Regions from separate parts of the Mus musculus genome. Here region 1 is linked to region 2. A link is a contact called in public ChIA-PET data. All regions are on one chromosome and are shown on one strand. Each heading gives the region's core, a stretch centred on a gene start, on an enhancer-like site or on the middle of the called end of the contact. The rest is flanking DNA. Distances are from core to core; before and after follow the strand shown. Region 1 holds the start of Taf5 (TATA-box binding protein associated factor 5). Region 2 overlaps Wbp1l (WW domain binding protein 1 like).

Region 1 (3,861 bases), core at 282-2,781, 450 kb before region 2:
ACCGTGTCGGTTCTGAGGACCCAACTCAGGGGATCATACATGGCAGCAAGCGTCTTCATCCGAAAGTGTTTTACGATATGGATTTGTGACAAGTTTCTGGGAGAAACGTGGACATGGGTTGTCAGTAACTGGAGTCAGGAACTAAACTTTCAGAACTAGGCACATTACTCATTACATCTTAGACTCGTAATAACTTACTTAGTAAAAAGGCAAAATAAAATAAAATAACCCCCCCAAAAAAAAACCTTTAACTGACATCACACAAGAAAAAGCAACAGAGACAAAAAGGTCTGCCCCACTCCTGCCCGTAGACTTAAGAGTTTTCAAAAGCTCTGCAAGGCAGATTCCCAGACTCTGCCCTTACAGAGTTTAATAAGCCTTAAGTGATGCTCAGAAATCCTCTAAAACACTTAACACCAGCGGTTCTCAGCCCACATTCTAAGAAACACTTACAACCTCCACTCTGGAGGTGTTATCCAAAGCAAGCCCTTCCGGCTTTGCTCAAAAAGTCCGTTGTCTCGTCTCAAAAGGAGAGATGAGAACTATACAGTTGTGAAAAATCAAGACACGGAAAGTACCTGCTGTACAATAGTAGTATGGGAATGTGACAGTACGATACTCGTGTTCACGCGAACCCAATCCTAGGTTCCTAAGTCTAAGTAAGAGCAGAAACCCCGAAACCCCTAAGGTTCCCCTCTTCTGTCAATCCCCGGTCCCTGGCGCCTCCCTCGACTCCACAGCCCTGCTGCTCAGCCTCTGGCTGGAACTGACAGCTCAGAAGAGGGTTTGACTGCGCAGCCGGCGCAGGAGCGAAAGGGGCGGGCGTGTGGCCCTAGAGGCGGGCCCAGGAAATTCAAAACAAGCCCGCAGAGGTGCAGGCCCGCCAGCCCTCGCCTTCCCGGCTAGCTCCCCTTCCAGCCGGCGCTCCTCAGCCCGGGAGCCCGAGACTCACCCTTTCCCGGAGCCGCAGGACCTGAGGCTGAACCCGAGAACACCGAGGTCACCGAGGCGCCCGTCCCCGGAGGCTCGGGGGCCGCAGAGCCGGGAACTGAAGCGGTGACCCGGCTGAGAAGCGCGCTGGCCGCCTCCGCGCCGGCCCCGTCCAACTCTCCCGGAGCTCCGGAGCCCGCCACCGCCTCCTCCAGCAGCCGGGCCTCCCGGCGCAGCGCCTCTTCGGCCTCGCGGAGGTTGCTCTGCCGGAGGAATTGCAGCACGGCCAGGAGGGTCTGTCGGTCGTGGGGAGCGCCGGCCTCCGCCGGAGCGGCGGGCACCGGGGCCGCCCCCGCCGGGGCAGCGGCGGAGACAGCCACCCCAGGCTTGGGGGTCCCGCCGTCCCCGCCGGCCGCCGCTGCCACTGCCACATTCCCGCCGCCGCCGCCGTTGGGGCCGTTGTTGGGAGTGCCGCCGCTCCCCTCGCCTGCGCCGTCGCCAGCCTGCGGAGGTAGCAGCGTCGGCGGTCCCTCAGGCTCTAGCTTGACCGCCACCTCCGTCTGCTCCTCCGCCAGCGCCGCCATCTTGCGGCTGAGCCACCTCGCGCCGTCAAGCGTGACTGCGTTTTCGCCACATGGAGGGCGGGGGTAGGGCGTTTCACGACAGCCGGGGCAGGCCATTTACGGCAGTGGGAGGAGCTAGCGAGGAGAAAAGGCACGAGAAAGAGCTACTTTCAAAACCGAGCGAAAGGCAGGCAGGAAGTGGGAGTTGCTTACCGTCAGTCTCTATTGCATTTGCCTGCTAATTACCGTTTATTGCATTCAGGCGATGAGATAGCCGTTTTATATTATACGAGCTCTTTTAATTCAACAAGTTTAAAGGTGCTAATCCCTGGAGTCTTTACAGACGGCTTAACCAGAATCCAAAGAGGTTAAATACCATGCTAAAATCACACGCGAAGAAAACGATTCACGCCCAGGTATTTAATTCAAAAGCACATAGCATTTATCAGAAAGAGGCCTCCTAGTTACTGGAAAGGCTCTCTGATGCTGTGGGCTGAGCAGTGGTTACTTTTTCAGTTTTTCTTTCTTTCTTTTTTTTTTTTTTTTTTTGGTTTGGTTTGTTTTTTCGAGACAGGGTTTCTCTATAGAGCCCTGGCTGTTCTGGAACTCACTTTGTAGACCAGGCTGGCCTCGAACTCAGAAATCCGCTGAGTGCTGCGATTAAAGGCGTGCGCCACCACGCCCGGCTCTTTTTCACTTTTTATTCCTGTAAAAATCTAGCTTTGTGAACTTTACAGTATATGTTATATCGTTTATTTTTTTTAAAAAAGCCTTTAAGCTGGATGTAGTTTCTAAAAATAAATTTAAGCCGAAGATAGAGGTCACAGGATCGCCTCAGCAAGTTCTAGATCAGTCAGGGCTACACTGTCTCCGGAGACCTTGTCTCCAACAAGAACAAGAACAACAAAACCAAAACCAACAACAAAATCAACTATAAAGTTAAAGAGAAAAAAAAGTTAATTTCTTCTCATTCCTTGTTACCAAATAAACCATTTCTGTCCTAAGGAAAAAATTTTTTTTCCTTTTTAAAGAAAAGATTAAGGCAGGGTCTTATGCACGCAGGCTGGCCTTGAACCTGCTGTGAAGTTAAGGGGGACCTTGAATTTCTGGTCCTCCTGCCTTCACCTTCCAAGTGTAGGGGTCCAGCTAAAAAGTTTTTATATAGACGTTTTTATGACTAAAATGTTTCTACTGTGTATTAATTACCCATTGTTACTATTTTGTTGTTGTTTGGGGCAGTACTAGGAAGTGAACCTCACCCTGCCTCTTGAATCCTAGGCAGTGTTCTGCTGCTGGGCTACAACAGCAGCCCTTACTTGGAAGGAGATGGGAAGAAGGTGTCTGACTTGGGGAAGTATGGCCACCTTTGTCCTCTCTACGCGGGTCTCTGAGAGTCCAGCGTCCACGTTGTGCTTTAGCTGAGGCTAATGACTTCAAGTACAGTGTTTCCTGTTTCACCAGAAGAAATAAAGTCACTGGGTGCCTAGGAGACCCTTTTGTTATCTTGTTTCTGTCTTCTTCCTTTCTGCTCCCTGCTCCCAGGGTCCTTAATCATTCAGATTCTGCGTCAGTCTGGGTCTTTGAAGGGCGCCCACTCCTTCTCTCCAGCTCTTGCCCTTCTGATTTCCTTTCATTTCACAGGTTACTGTTTCATTCTGACATTTTTTTTTTAAGATTTATTTATCATGTATACAATGTTCTGCCTGCATGTATGCCTGCACACCAGAAGGGGGCACCAGACCTCATTATAGATGGTTGTGAGCCATCATGTGGTTGCTGGAGATTGAACTCGGGACCTCTGCAACAGCAGCCAATGCTCCTAACCTCTGAGCCATCTCTGCAGTCCTCATTCTGACATTTTTTTTTCTGTAGTTCTTCATACTTAGTAAGCATGTTTACAAATGTTTCTTCTTTGTCCTGCTCCCCCTTGTAGGAAAGTGCCAGTGTACAGTTTTGTCTTCGAGGTCAGTTGGCAGAGAGTTCCTCTACCATCCTTTTCCCTCTCTACCTGTTTTTTTTTTTTCAGTACAATAATACATTTTTAGCCTACAGCTATACCGCTACATTTATTTAGTTTATTTTCTTCAACTGTTGTATTTTTCATAGTATTTTGATTCTATTCTTTGTTGCTATTTTTCCTGAAACCCAACTAGAGGATTTTATTCTCTGTAGATATTTGATAGTGTGTGCAATATTTCTCAAGGATGCTTTTGGCGTCTAAAATTCAGAAATGCTGTTAGACTTACTAAAATGAACAGGACAATATTTCCTCAAAAAACAAGCTGTTTCTTTTCATAGCCTAAAATTATTCAATCCAGAATGTTAGTGTTGCCAAGGCAGCAACACTACCCTGATGTAACTTTATGAA
Region 2 (3,379 bases), core at 744-3,243:
GGTCATGGGACCCTCTGATAGGAGAGTGGAGGTCTAGGGGTGTCTGTCAGTCAAGGATGTGAAGAGAGAATGGCGCTGTCAGAACAGGACAGCTGCCAGGCCTCAGGGCAGTAGGTGCTCTCGCAGGCCCCCAAGACAGCCTCCTTTCCAGAGGTTTGGGCAACACAAAACATCCAAACTTTTGATTTTTCTTAGCGTCGAGCACAGACCCATTTATTCACTTGAAGAAAAAGAGTAGCACGGAAGTTGGGGGTGGGGGCACTTCTCAATACGCATAAAGCTATGCGCTAACAAAATGATCCTGAAGTGATTATCGTGGGAGATGCCACGGGTCAGATTGCACCCCAGACAAACATTCACAGACTGCTGCCAAGCGGCCACGCAGGAGTCTGCTCAGCTGCCAGAAACCAAGAATCCTGGCTTATCTGTGTCCGGGAGCTGGACAAGGGCAGACGCTCAGCATACGTGCTGAGGCAGGAAACGTACACCTCGCGCGAGCGCACACACACGGAGGAGTTCTGTGAGTCACACGACTTGCTCCTTCCTCAAAGCATCCTGAAAGCCCAAGACTCCTCTCTTCTTCCGGGCCTTTCAGGGAAGGTGGCTGAGCAGAGTCCTTAGCTGCAATAGGTAGCCTCGCGCTCCACATCAAGTAACATTCACATCTCCAGAAAAGGAAGCTTCAGCAGAGACTGAGAGTCCCAATGTCCCAGATGGGAAAACCTAAGTTTGAGTGAAATGAGGTAACTCATTTAGGGTGCCCCCCCCCAGCCCCAGGAGATGGAGCGAGCACTTCACCCAGGCCTACGTGGCTCCGCAATGGCTTTGGCACGCAGAAATCGTATTTTGATATAAATTAAAATTGTCTCCCAGACTCATTTGGGAACCTCATACCCAACAGCTGCCTCCAGCCACCAGGAGGAAGTGTGATGAAGAATTCTGATTGACAGCTCTAGTCTATGTGCTGTCAAAGCAAGCGGGAAGTTTCCTCACCCTCCTTACCCGGTTTTGGACAAAGACAAGCACACACGGAGACAAACACAGGCGCTGCGTAATAAAGAAAAGGGCTGGGTAGAGACGTCAGCCTAAGAGCTCCTGAGGAAGAATGGCGCAAGAAGCAGCTGCAAGAACGGAAGAGGAGCTCGTGTGTGTGTGTGTGTGTGTGTGTGTGTGTGTGTGTGTGTGTATGGGGGGTAAGCACACTCTGTGGAGCCCAGTATGATGGACACACACAGAACATGTGAGGAAGAAAGAAAAGGAGGCAAGAATCAAAGCAAGGCAGTGCGTGTCTGTAAGCCTAGTATTCGGGAGGCAGAGGCAGGAGGATTACTACAACTTTGAGGTCCCTGTGGCATCCATGTAGCTCAGGATGCCCTTCAGTGGTCCTACGGTCTCAGCCTTCCCCTCATGCTGGGATAGGCATGGGCCTCGGATCCTGCTTTAATCTCCATGTTTTCATGGAGGGAAGGACGTCAGAGTTACACAAGCTAAAACTCACTGACAGTTCCCACTTCTGCAACCCAGTAAGAGAATGCTTCTGGACTGGAACGATCAGTCCGCAGACACTCACTTGATGGGTGGGTGTCTGCTATCTTGGGTCTAGAGCTTACTGAAGCTCCTGGTGACTCTAGGCATCACTGACGAAGAACAGACACTTCCAGGAGCACGACTTGTTCAAGGGGGACAGAAGAGTCTACTTTTGTGCCAAAATCTGGGTGTTTTTCTGACCTTATAAATACATCTAACCAAAGAGGTGCATAGCCAAGAATCACATGGGAATTAGCAAGCCGTCTGCAGAGACTTTTCACGTATCCTAAACCGCACTGAAATAAAAGGGCCAGGGATGCCTCTCCGGGATTGAGTGCTTGCCTGCTGCATGAGAGGTGTGAGACCCTAGCTCCAACTGTAGCACTGGAGGAAATTGTAATAGGAGGATCGTGACAGAACGGAAACAACAGAGAGACCAGGTCACATCACCTGTATGATTCACACCCAGAAGCCACAGGAAATGGAACTCCCTCAGCATGACTGGGGCTTCCTGGGCTCCACCAAAGCTGACTTCGTTCACTTTTTATGTAAACTTTGGGCAAGACAAAAATAACGTGGTCCACTCTTTGGTGGGAAAGCAAATGCAGTGATGGCTGACCCAAGGCAAGGGCTCGCAGCATCCCAACCTGAAGCAGCCCGGGATGATGGGTCCCAGCATCTGCACAAAGCCTCCTAGTGGTGCTCCACCCCCTCCTGCGACTCCTCATGTCCGTCCTCCCCCACCCCAAGCCTAGCTCCTCTTCTAAGGTCTGAGCAGCTCGATAAAAGTCTCAGATAACCTAGGTTCTGTAAATCTCATGCACGGACCTAGGTTTGGTGAGAGTCTTCTTCTCAACAAAATAAGGTAGAGGGCAACTGAGGGAGACATCCACGCTCAACCTGTGGTCTCATGCACATGTACACATGTACACATGTGCGCGCGCGCGCACACACACACACACCATACATACACAAGGGGAAAAAGTGGAGGAAGGAAGGAATTGCAAAACAGGAGTGCTAGTAACATTTCATTTTCCTGGCCACAAAAACCCGACAAGCCAGTACAAGATCAGGAGAATACCTGAATCTGACCTCGGGTTCGAGAAACTTTAGGAAGGGGTTAGGAAACCCTCCTGTGTGTGCCTTTTGTTATTGTTATTTGAGACTGCCAGTCTCCAGTAGTCCGGGCTGGCCTCAAACTTGCAACTTAACAGACCTTTATCTCCAGCCACCTCCCAAGTGCTAGGACTACAGACTTGTAGTCCACCAAAGGGGCCTTGTGTCTCACAATCTGTTCATCTTTAATTCTCAGCTGAGGAATTACAAGTATTTAAACCATCTCAGGGGCAAAACTCCCTTTCTCCAGGGAGGACCTGGACACGAGCTAACCGCTTCACACGGTTTTTTGATTATGGGAAATAGGGAGCAGCTACCCAGCTCGGTCTCCCAGCTCCGGTCTCCCAGCTCTGGGTTGGTAACATCCGCAGTGCCTGGAGGCAGCATGAAGGATGGTGAGATTAAACAGGAACAAACTGGAAGCACAGCTTACGGTACTGTGCCCCTCCCTTCCTGGATCTTACACTAATCATCTATTCGGGCGATCCTTCCTTTACCACCAGCCCCTCCGCCCTATAACTAGGAGGAAACCAAACCTATTCTAGATTTAAGGTTACGTGGTCAAAAAACGCCAGGAGAGAGCATTTAGGCAACCAGCCTGCAGGTTGTAAGGACTGTGAGAGCATACAAGCCAAGCGGGTGCAAACAGAGGGTGGCAGAACTCAAGAGGACAGCGCCACACAGGCAAGGGATGCTTAGCCCCATGTCACTCCATGTCCAGTCACAGCAACTCCTG

Evidence for each region. ChIA-PET counts read pairs in DNA pulled down with a chosen protein or histone mark.
Region 1: a contact with region 2 is called in an RNA polymerase II ChIA-PET map of memory CD8 T cells, with 26 read pairs. The contact joins the promoter of Taf5 here to the enhancer-like site in region 2. A contact is called at or near these places in 4 of 39 promoter capture datasets (the 3T3-L1 cell line, cranial neural crest, embryonic stem cells and 1 more), 3 of 115 datasets of contacts at active chromatin or transcription factors (memory CD8 T cells, pancreatic cancer cells and stem cell-derived neural progenitor cells) and 1 of 9 other capture datasets (liver).

Annotation. Positions count from the first base shown.
Region 1 is chr19:47,065,418-47,069,278 of GRCm38.p6, reverse strand. It overlaps Taf5 (TATA-box binding protein associated factor 5), which reads right to left and starts at 1,531. Exons shown (of 11, transcript NM_177342.3): 1 at 953-1,531. The coding sequence starts at 1,514.
Region 2 is chr19:46,616,200-46,619,578 of GRCm38.p6, reverse strand. All of the region lies in intron 2 of Wbp1l (WW domain binding protein 1 like), which reads right to left. Among named protein-coding and RNA genes, the nearest start is that of Wbp1l, 19 kb to the right of the region's middle. Within about 2 kb of position 1,993, at least 71 of the 459 cell types and tissues checked have an H3K27ac peak or open chromatin away from gene starts, as enhancers often do. A contact at or near this core is called in embryonic stem cells and memory CD8 T cells, where this site is marked.